2 separate regions of the Sus scrofa genome follow, and region 2 is linked to region 1. A link is a contact called in public HiChIP or PLAC-seq data. All regions are on one chromosome and are shown on one strand. Each heading gives the region's core, a stretch centred on a gene start, on an enhancer-like site or on the middle of the called end of the contact. The rest is flanking DNA. Distances are from core to core; before and after follow the strand shown. Region 1 overlaps LOC106504276 (a long non-coding RNA gene). Region 2 has its middle 56 kb from the start of ZNF217.

Region 1 (5,708 bases), core at 1,103-3,602:
TATCTGAGTTTCTTGCCCATTTTAAAAATTGGTATGTTTGTCCTTCATTAGTTGTAAAAGTTTCAAGATCCAAGTTCTTAATGACACATAGGTATAAAACGTAAAAACTTTCTCCAATCCGTGGCTTGTCTGTTTTAAGAGTATCTTTGAATAAGAAGAAACAAACTTTTAATGTGGTTCGATTTATCTTATGTTAAATTGTGTCTGAAGAAATCTTTTCTTCTTTTCCTTTTTTGTAGCCGCACCTGCGGCAGATGGGAGTTCCCAGGCTAGGGGTCGAACTGGCCTGCCTACACCACAGCCACACCGGATCCTTAACCCACTGAGTGACGCCAGGGATTGAACTAGCATCCTCATGGATACTAGTTGGGTTCTTAACCTGTTGAGCCACAATGGGAACTCCTTGTCTGAAGAAATCTTTGACCCAACTTGATAAAAGATATTTTTCTTTTACAAAGATATTTCCCTCTGTCTTCTTCTAGAAGATTCCTAGTTCTAGCTTTTACATTTAATTCTCTGATCCATCTCAAATTTATTTTTGTGTCTGGAGTTAGCGTGGGAGAGGATAAACCAATTCCATGCAGTCCTGTTCAGGCATCGGGATGGCTGTTCCCAAGTTCAGGGTCCAGTGCGGGATTCAGCAAATCTTTTCTTTACGTAGAAACAGGGCCAGACAGGAAATATTTTTTGCTTTACAGGCCATATGGTCCCTTTATGCAACTTAACTTTATCGTGTAAAAGCAGCTACAGACAATACGGAAACACAAGGGCATAGCTGTGTCCCAATGAAACTTAATTTGCAGGCAATGAAATTTGAATGTCATAATTTTTACATTTCAGGAAATACTTGTGATTTCATGAAATAGTAGTCTTTTATTTTTTAACCCATTAAAAATGGGCAAATCATTTTTAGCTTGGGGGCTGTACAAAAACAAAGAGCAGCCAGATTTGACCTGCAGCCTCGAGCCACAGTTTGCCAAGTCCTGGGCTACTCGGCAAGGCAAACATTCAACAAACAGAAGGACACGCTGTGATAACAGCATGAAAGTAAAGAGCTGTGTTCTGTGGGTGAGTGAGTAACAGGCGATGGATAAGCCACTTTGGATGAGATCAAAAGGAATTATAACCGAACCACGATGAGACACCACTTCACACCCATTAGGATGGTTATTATTTTAAAAAAGGGGGGGGGGTTTGGGAAGATGTGGAGAAATTAGAACTTCTGTGCCTTGCTGTTGGGAACGTAAAATGGTGTAGCCCCTGTGAAAAACCATAAAACGTTGAACAGATAATTACCGTACGATTCAGCAATTCGACTCCAGGTGTATACCCAAAGAATTGGAAGCAGAGACTCAGATACATGTACATGCAAGTTCACAGCAGTGCTGTTTGCAAGAGCCAAACGGTGGAAGCGACCCAAATGTCCATCAACAGAGGAGTGAGGCAACAGGTATATACATGCAATGGGATATTATTCGCCTGTAAGAAAAATTCTGATACATGCTACAACGTGGATGAAACCTAAAAAAACATGATGCTGAGTGAAAAAAAGCCAGACACAGAAAGACAAATATTGTATGATTCCACTTATCTGTGGGAACATGGAGGCAAGTTCATGGAGACAGAAGGTATAAGGGGGTTACCAGCAGCTGGGAGGCGGGGGGCAGGGGTGCAAGTTCTTTAATTGGTACAGAGTTCCCGTTTGGGATGATAATGGAACCCGGAGGGGTGGTTACTGTAGAGCACTGAAAATACACTGAATGCCACTGAATTGTACACTTGAATACTGGATAAATGGTAAATTTTATGTATATTTTACCTCGATAAAAAAAAATTTAAAGGAATTATAACTACAGGTCTGACTAGGAATCTGTCGGGCACGGTACTAAGCGTATCACACATTCACCCACTTAATCTTTACACCACCATGAGGCAGGTCCTGTCATCGCTACACCCGTCTCACAGGTAAGGAGACTGAGGCACTGAGAGCGCTGACACCTTGCCCAAAGTCGCACAGCTAGTGAGTTGCAGAACCAGGAATCAAACCAGTTGCAGCAGTCTGGCTCTAGGCTGGCGTTTGGCTGTCATGCTCCGCCGCCTCTAGCAGCGGTGACTCCCAGCTGCGGCCAAACACTAGTGTGGCCTGGGGAGCACCCCTGGTTAGATCAGAACCTCGGGAGGTTGCCCCAGGCGTCACTCGCTGTAAAAGCGCCCAGGAGCTGCCAGTGTGTAGCCAAGGTTGAGAATAACTGAGACGGTATTAACAGCCATGACCTCAAAAGAGAACAGGACTCAGCCACGTGGGGAGAAGGGGTCACTCCAGGCCACACAGTGGATGAGTCATGTGTGAGCTGGCCTTATTCCCGTGTGAGCATGACATGTGTCCTGGTGGGAGCAGCAGCTGATACTTATTGAGCAGTGATGCCTCAAGCTCGACACTAAATGCGTCTCATACTTTGTCTCTTATTAACATTCATCATGGTCTTAGGAAGGAAATGTCCCCATCCCCATTTTACAGATGAGGCAACTGAGGCCTTAAGAGAGTTGCTTGCGCAAGGTCATACTGGTTACGAGGAGTAGGGGGTGCCCAGGCCCGTGCTGTCCACGCCTAGCTCTCCAGCCTGTCTGCCCACTGAAGCTGGCCCAGGGCGTCCTGGCAGGAATAGTGAGAAAGGAGGTGATCTACCCACCTCTGGCGTTTGTCTGGTTTTGTTTTTGTGCAGGTCCACCTGTGGCAAGGCGTCTTGGTTGAGTCAGGACCTTGGTGCTCCTACATCATCACCATGGGCTGGAGCGGCTCCAAGGAAGTTTGTTCATGAATCTGAACAATCTCACTCTGCAGGGAAGAGGAGGCTGAGGCTGGGAGGACTTTGCTGGGGAAATTCAGTGTATTAACTGGAGTTTTACAAGGCCCCTGGTCCAGGGAGAAGGTGAGAGAGACTGTGTTTGTTTCTCACCCTAGGTCTTATTGATGGTGTCCACAACTTGGAGCAAGTCTGACCAGGGAGAGGTGTGACCTTGGAGAACACAATAAGGAGAGAAGGCTCTTGACTTTTCCCTCTAATTCTTTTTTGTTTGTTTTGTTTTTTTGTCATTTATTGGGCCGCTGCCGTGGCATATGAAGGTTCCCAGGCTAGGGGTCAAATCGGAGCTGTAGCTGCCAGCCTACTCCAGAGCCACAGCAATGCTAGATCTGAGCCGCATCTGTGACCTACACCACAGCTCACAGCAACACCAGATCCTTAACCCACTGGGCAAGGCCAGGGATCGAACCTGCAACCTCATGGTTCCTAGTCGGATTCGTTAACCACTGAGCCATGACGGGAACTCCTTTTCCTTCTAATTCTGAAAGCCTGAGACCGCATTTGGCTTATTGATCACTCTGCCCAGAGAACAGTATCAGGCACGCAGGGTAGGTGCTCATTAAAACTTGTGGAGCAAATGGATACGCATGATGGGCAGGGGGCCTGCCCTGTAGAAGCAGCAGATGAGCTGAGATCCTGGCTAAATACTTGGTAACAGATGAGGGGATAAAGAAAAGAATGTTCCAAGGGAAGAAATTCATGTTCCAAGTTCAAATTAAGCTTTTCTATGATGTCACCCCTTACTGATGAGGAAACAGGCTTAAAGAGGTCTAGTGATTTTTGTCAATTAGCAGGTGGCTAGAAAGTATCAGAACTTGGATTTGAACTTGGATCCCCAAATTCTTCTTCCAGTGTTGTTTCTACTGCATATCAGCAAACAACCAACCAGAGGATAATGCAAATGAGTAAGAAGCATGTTGCATGGGAACACAAGGACTCTAACCATCATCACCAATGGCCCCAAATCATCATAAGAGCATTAACTAAGATTCACTAAGTGCCTACTCTGTGCTGGGCTCTGGTCTGTGTCTTTGACCTGCATGGGATCCACAGATCCTCTCAAAAAAAAAAAAAAAATCATATGGAATAGAAGCTGTTATCATCCTTTCAGCTATGGAAACGAGGTCTAGAAGCAATAACAAGCCTCAGCTTACATACTTTATAAGAAGCAGGAGTTCAAACTCGGGAGTCTCACAACACCAAATCTTAGCCACTGTTCTCCTGGCCTGTCAATCAACCCAGCGTCAGGCAAACTGGCCTTTGATTGTCACTGAGTTGATGATGCTAATTATCGTACCTTCCTTTCTGGGGCTTTGAGCGTTTCTATTTTGAGAGAACCTTCACAGTCCTCTGACAAAATTTTCCACTTTTCAAAACCAGGTGTTTTCGTGTCAAGTCCTGAGTGATGGAAAGATTTCTCGTCACAGCTGTGAGAACGTAACCAGTAGAGAGCCACCAAGGATACGAACGGGGCTGCAGAGTAGATTGCTATCAGCTCGGGGTCAGAGCCCCACGTGCACCTTCCCCGGGCCACGTGGTGCTGGGGAGGAGGGCGTCTCCCCGAGCAGGTGCTTCCCTTCAGTCACTGCCCACCCCCCACACGGAGAGGAGGGGAGGCTTATCCGGCAGGTAAATTTGGGAAGAACTGAGCTGTGCCCTGCTCCTTGTACCCTTCCTTGTTGGGGGGGCAGAGGAGGGGGCTGTTCTCTGCTCCTGGATTGGAATTGGAAGATTCACTTTACTCTGGGGTCAGTGTTGGGAAGCCCAGGGGCCCACAGATAGTGAGACTGACCAGCAATAAAGGTGGCGTTTTGGCTCCCATCTGCGCCACAGACTGGATGTGTGTCCTTCCCCTGCTTACATGCACATGTTGAAACCTAACCCCCGATGAGACGGTATTAGGAGATGGGGCCTTTGAGAGGTGCTTAGGTCATAAGGTGGAGCCTGCACGAGTGGACACAGTGCTAGGACTGCTAGGACACAGACGTCAGCAGCTGCGAAGAGGCCTGGCCTGGCCGTGCTGCACCCTCATCTCTGCCTTTCAGCCTCCAGAATGGTGAGAAAGACACTTCCTTTGCTTATCAGTCACCCAGTCTAGGGTTTTTGTTACAGCAGCCCAGATGGACTAAGACCACCTGCTCAATCGTTTGTTTCTCAGATGAATAAGAACTCTCTGCCAGGGAAGAGACCTTCCCCAAAACCCCTCACGGGGGACGCTGGTTTTAGTGATGTCTGCTTTCTAAGTGAGAGCCATGATTCAGGATTGGAGATGGTGTTTCTTCTCAGTTCTTCGTCCCACATTTACTTGCTTGGCATCTGCTCTGTGCCTGGCACTGCACCGGGCACCCTTTAGATAAGGATGAGCCCTGAAAAGTGGGAGCAGACGGCTTAATGGAGCCTCGTTGTGACTCACCCCAGTGGGAAGGTTGAGGCACCTGCCTCGGGGGAATCCACAGCCAAGATAAAGCATCACCCACCAGGCGTGGGGATGGTCGAGCGTCACCAGAATGATGCAGGGTGGAAGGCACACGCCACAGCTCCCTCACTCTAGAAGGATGTTTTTGAGAAGTCTACCTGCTCCCCAGAGGCATGGGGCAGCCTAGTTCTCTCTTCCCCTCTTTTCTTTCTTCGCTCTCAATTCCCCATCTGTGAGTCACTCGGTATCAGTCCACTAAACTCTTCTCAGCCCATGTCAGCAGGAACCAGCTGGCTTTGTGGGGGAAAATACCAACCCAGCTGTCTGCACAAGGATGGTAAGAATTAGAACCTTGGGTCCCATACCTCCAGCTCACATCTGGAGAAACTGAAGGGGAGACTTTGAAATTTGGGGTCAAGGAAGCCTTG
Region 2 (5,708 bases), core at 900-3,399, 180 kb after region 1:
CACAGCCACAGCAACGCCAGATCAGAGCTGCATCTGTGAGCTAACCACAGCTCATGGCAACACCGGATCCTTAACCCACTGAGCAAGGCCAGGGATCTAACCTACATCCTCATGGCTACTAGTCAGATTCATTTCCTCTGAGCCACGATGGGAACTCCCAGAACCCAGCCTTTTTTGGCTAATGCCTGTCCGGGGCCAAAATAAACTATCAGTGAAAAGGTGGCACCAGCTAGTCACAAGAGACTTGGATGTCTCCTTTTGCATGATCTAAATCCCAGCTCTGAAAATCATACACATTTAAATAACTTAAAACAATGTCTCCCAATGGACCCACTTTATAGATGAGAAAATGGAGCCACTTCAGGTTCAGTGCAAAACTGTATGGCAAATCCAGAACCAGAATCTAAAGATCCTAAGACAAGCAAAATAGCTTTTCTTAGCATAAACTTCCCTTTAAATAATCAAAGAGTTGGAATAAACAAAATTCTTTTAATCTCCAGTTCTCATTCTCAATAACATCACTGAACCGAAGTGTTTGCGAGTGTATAAACATATATGAATGTACATGGATATGCGAAAATACCATACTTCAGTGAAAAATTCTATAGGAACAGAGTTTTGAAGATTCAAGTTTAAAATGACTTGTATATGACAGAATTTTTAAAACTTGTATCTAATGTGTTCACTCCCTATGACTACATGTGGGTTTTTTGACCTACTGACTATATAAGGGGGAAAAAGGGGGAAGCTGGATATTTTTGGAGATTTTAAATTCTCTATTTTTGTGATACAATGAAATTGATTACAGCGATATGGGAAAATAGTGGGGTTTTTTAGATCCACCTTTTTTATTGCAAAGATTGAAATACCTCTAGATTTTATGAGAAAAGAAAAAAATGCAGCAGCTTGGGCAAACTCAAGTAGTAAAACACAGCGAATTTTAGTGAGTTCATTTCCTAAAGATAGTTCGCTGCCTGAATTATCTTGAGAGCCAAGTGATTAATTAGAAATGAAGTCACGAATAGGATTCGGGGAAAAAGAGGCAGAAAATGTCCATAGATAATGTTATTGGAGGAACTCTTTTGCTTCTCGACAAGCTCCACATTGTACAGAGGAAACTACGAATACTCTTGAGTATTAATGAGCTCTCAAGGACTCTTGATTATTAAAAGGGAGAAGAGAGAAAGAGAGAGAGAGTTCTCCATAGACTGGGAAAATGCTGTATGCACAAGCCCTGGAAAACAAAGGAAGCTTCCATATTTAGAAGCCGAGCAATTTGGGAAGACAGCTCTTGGAAATGAGTTTACTGTTTCCTTAATGTTGAAACTTAACTCGGGATCCCTCATCACAGAGCAGGCTTCAGTTCAGCAGTTAAGGAAGTAAAACCTGGAGCTGGATAATCCCTGAGCTATGCTTGGTGTCTGTCTGCCTTTTCCCTCCGGCCTAGGCTCCTCAGCCAGCATCAAAAAGGAAAGCTGGTTTTCGCGGTGAATTGTTGAAATGCTGCACCGTGAACAAAATACATAGCGGGGAGTGTTACCTTTTAGGATGAATTCCCAGAGCAATTGATCTTAGCTGAACTTTTTTTCTCTTGTTCTGAAAGCCTCTGGGGAAGTTGATTAAGTTATGATTTATCATGTTGCGAGGGACATTCCAAAAAAGCAGTTTAAATTTTTTTTTAAAGACAAGTAAAGGTCAGAGAGACAAACTCAGTGTTTAATCTAACTTCTGAGGGTTGTTTTGAAAAAAGGGATATTTAAAGAAAACTAGAGTCTTTTGCCATGTCTGTCGAGAATACATAGTCTGAAAAAAATAGTTTTCACTATGTAATAATACCTAAATGCATTCTAGTTGTTAAAAAAAAATAATAATGATACCATGTATTAGAAGATTTGTGAGGAAATACATCCAGAACAAATCAGGGGATATCATCATTGAACAGGTCAGGGGGACAGGGTGGTTGGTTTCCGAGGAGAAATACCAGAATTCTCAAACTAAATTCTCAGTTGTGGTCCACAACTTGCCATGTGCCTGAGCTACTTTTTTGTTTTTTTAAAGTTGAACTTTTAGCAAGCAGCTGAGGCCTCTGCTTCCTTCAACTATGGGACAATCCGAGTTACTTCCTTCTACTCCTTCCCTCCCGTGGGCCCAGAGGACAAACAGAAATTTCCCCCTTGGTAAACGTTGCTAGCAGTATGAGAACAACTGCCTTTTCCCAGTCTTGGGCAGGCCTTTTCTCAATTTTAATATGTATCCGTTCTCCCATCCCCCACCCCTCCAAAAGCAAGTCTTAGTTCCTTCTTAATTATGGCTTTGTAAACCCTTGCTTGGCTAGAAAGATCTCCCTTCTGCAAAATAGAAGAGGCATTTTAAGAATGTGCGTTTACGGGTGCACACCTCCACGTGTGGGGATGGCCCCTCCTTCCCAATTTCATCTTTAATTGAAATGTCCAGAAATGCAGTCAACCTGTGGCCTGCTCTTTAAACATTAAAAAAAAAAAAAAACCAAAGATGGAAAGCCCTAAAAACGTGAAGGAGCCCAGTCCAAACTGCTCCCTAAAGGAGCCTTTGAAAGTAAGACAAGCAAAACGCCACCTTCAGAGATTAATTACAGGGGATTGACACTGAGAACAATGTAATGCTGCAGGAATGACCACGATAGCCGGCAAAATGGAATTAGCCCCAGTGTGCAGACTCACGGTTAAAAAAGCAAACAGGAAAAAAAAAAAAAAAAAAAAAAAAGGTCTACTGTGTGAAAAGTGTTTAAACATCGGTGGCTATGAAAGGGATTATGAAAATAAAACCAAAGAAGTGCTTTCTGTGTGCAGTAGGGAAGTTTACCCCAATGACATGCTGTCACGTGGGGTTGTCCCAACAACATTCTTAAGTTTATTTCCTTAGATCAAAAAGGACAGACAGAAGCCCAACATGTCTCTCTGTGCTGGTTGGTCATATGCTCCTTTCCTGGAGTAATTATATGCCACATCCATGAAGCAATGTGTCTGATACCTTAATGCTCTGAGTACAAAGACGAGTGGGGTCAGATGACGTTGCTATATTTAGAAAAGGACTCTGTTTTCTGTTTTGCTCAACCCTTACAATTTTCTGCTCTGAGGAAAGAGGAGTTTCAAATGTACATTGATCTGTTTTCATATCTTGAGGGAACTGAATAAGCACCTGTTTTCAACTGCCAGCATGCTTTTTTTTTTTAAAGGGGAGAAAGAAGTCTGTATACTCTTAATTCAATACAGGAGGTATACTTTTTTCCCCTGCTTTCTTCAAAAGAACAGAAACAGAACGGTACAGTAATAATATTTACCGAATTTTATAAATGCTAAGATATGCACTTAACTGAACAAAGCAACAACGTGGACTGGTGTTAATATTCCAAGGCAGTGTTAGAATACTGCTAATCTTGGAAAAATTAGCTCGTGTAACTATGCAAAGTGACTGAAAAATTAACTCCCAGCAGGAAAATCATTTATTAGTTACAGAAATGTGTGTAGCTCCTTTCTTATAAAATATCTGGAAATAATAATAGTTTAAAAAATGGACAGTTTTTCTTTTAAGTTAATTGTCATAAACCTCAATTGAATACATCAAGCCCAATCCCTTGGAAAGAATGCTTGCCGTCTGTGAATATCCCCTCTGTGGGAGGAATCCACATATTTTTCTGATGTTGAAAATTGGACTGATTAAATTAGCGGGCTAGGTTCAGGATCCCATATGTACAGAATTCACTCATTCATCCTTTCAATATTTATTAAGATTCACCTCCTAAACATGGTGACTGCCCATTTACCTATCCAGGACAGAGACAGCACATGTGATGGATTTTAACATGTGTCATTTTGTCAAAATGATGTAGAATTCTTCTAAAAACAACCCAGGTTAACCACGGCAGGATTACACGGCCACTGCTGTTTTAATTTAAAAAATGTCTACCCAAGTCTTCCTTATTTTTATATCATTAGAGTTTTCCATCTGCCTTTCTCCAGGGCATTTGTTGCTATTTTACATAATTTCCATTGCTATTTATGAACACAGACCTTTCAATTGTAGCTTTAACTAATTCTTTCATGTCTCATTCATTCATTTTTTTTTCACTCAGCCATCATTATTAAATGATGAGTTCTAGATGCTCAAGGATCCTAGAATTTATGAACTCGTCACAATGTCCAAGAAAATGTTTATTTACGTACTCCTGGTTGGAAATAATCTTTAATACATACATTTATGCTTCATTGTCATGGTTTTGGGTGACCCAGTACTAGTTTTTAAAATTTCAACATGTTGAAATTAGCCTGCATTTTGTAATTGATGGCATCTGACACTTATATTTGGGGAGTTCCCATTGTGGTGGTGCAGCAGAAACAAATCCTACTAGGAACCATGAGGTTGTGGGTTCGATCCCTGGCCTCGCTCAGTGGGGTAAGGATCTGGCATTGCTGTGAGCTGTGGTGTGGGTTGTAGACGCAGCTCGGATCTGGCACTGCCGTGGCTCTGGCTTAAGCCCACAGCTACAGCTCTGATTAGACCCCTAGCCTGGGAACCTCCATATGCTGTGGGTGTGGCCCTAAAAAAAGACAAAAGACACACACACACACAAAATTATACTTGGAAGTGTTTCTTAATGGTCCATAAAATAATCATGGCATCACAAGTAGTGATGCTTGTCCGACAAAATGCTGTGACTGTCCCTTTAGTTTTCTGAATTATGTTGATGTTACTGCTTAAGTATTACTTCCTATTGAGGGACTTCTGCAGAACTAATAACACTGATGAAAATAATAAGATAATAATAACTGCCATTTATGGAGCTCTTTCTGGGTGTCAGCACCTGTGTGACTCCCCTTCACATTTGATCTTCACAAAGCCTTAAAGGCAGCACTATTGTTAGATTTTTTTTTGTCCACGCTTATAGCACATGGACGTTCTGGAGCCAGAGATCGAACCTATGCCATAGCAGCGACAGTGCTGGATCCTTAACCCCCTGAGCCCCCAGGGAACCTCCAGGTAGCACTACTGTTACCTCACTTTGTAGAGGGAGAAACAGGTGCAGAGAACATTTGCACGGCCCCCCTCTCTTGCCCCACCCTAATCTCAGTCCTGTCTTTATTTAAAAATTTTGTGTTTTGTTCAGCATAGATTTGGGGAGCATTAGTTTGATCTTTTTAAAAAATATATTGTATTAAAATAATATGGGAGTTCCCGTCATGGTGCAGCAGAAAGGAATCTGACTAGGAACCATGAGGTTGAGGGTTCAATCCCTGGCCTCGATCAGTGGGTTAAGGATCCGGCGTTCCTGAGGCTGTGGCATAGGCCGGCAGCTATAGCTCCGATTAGACCCCCTAGCCTGAGAACCTCCATATGCCATGGGTGTGGCCCTAAAAAGACAAAAGACAAAAAAATAAATAAAATAAAAGAATATGTATCTCAATTACTGAGGTTTTTGTGGTGCCTCTGAGAGTTTGTGCCTGAGGCTAGTGCCTCACTTGCCTCACCCTAGTTTCAGAACTGGATCTAGAACCAAAATTCAGACCCAGGTCTCATGTAAAGACCCTGAATTTCTTTTTCTTTCTTTCTTTCTTTTTTTTTTTTTTTTTTTTTTTTTTTTTTTTTTTTTATCTTTTTGTCTTTCAGGGCTGCACTGGCAGCATATGAAGGTTCCCAGGCTAAGGGTTGAAGCAGAGCTCTAGCCACTGGGC

The links. HiChIP or PLAC-seq counts read pairs in DNA pulled down with a chosen protein or histone mark.
Region 2: a contact with region 1 is called in an H3K27ac HiChIP or PLAC-seq map of alveolar macrophages. The contact joins two enhancer-like sites. A contact is called at or near these places in 1 of 47 Hi-C or Micro-C datasets (embryonic fibroblasts) and 2 of 2 datasets of contacts at active chromatin or transcription factors (alveolar macrophages and skeletal muscle).

Annotation. Positions count from the first base shown.
Region 1 is chr17:54,868,230-54,873,937 of Sscrofa11.1, reverse strand. It overlaps LOC106504276 (a long non-coding RNA gene), which reads left to right. Exons shown (of 9, transcript XR_002340125.1): 2 at 2,724-2,930; 3 at 3,717-5,708. Among named protein-coding and RNA genes, the nearest start is that of BCAS1, 160 kb to the left of the region's middle. Within about 2 kb of position 2,352, at least 10 of the 83 cell types and tissues checked have an H3K27ac peak or open chromatin away from gene starts, as enhancers often do. A contact at or near this core is called in alveolar macrophages, where this site is marked.
Region 2 is chr17:54,685,267-54,690,974 of Sscrofa11.1, reverse strand. No RefSeq gene overlaps it. Among named protein-coding and RNA genes, the nearest start is that of ZNF217, 56 kb to the right of the region's middle. Within about 2 kb of position 2,149, at least 36 of the 83 cell types and tissues checked have an H3K27ac peak or open chromatin away from gene starts, as enhancers often do. A contact at or near this core is called in alveolar macrophages, where this site is marked.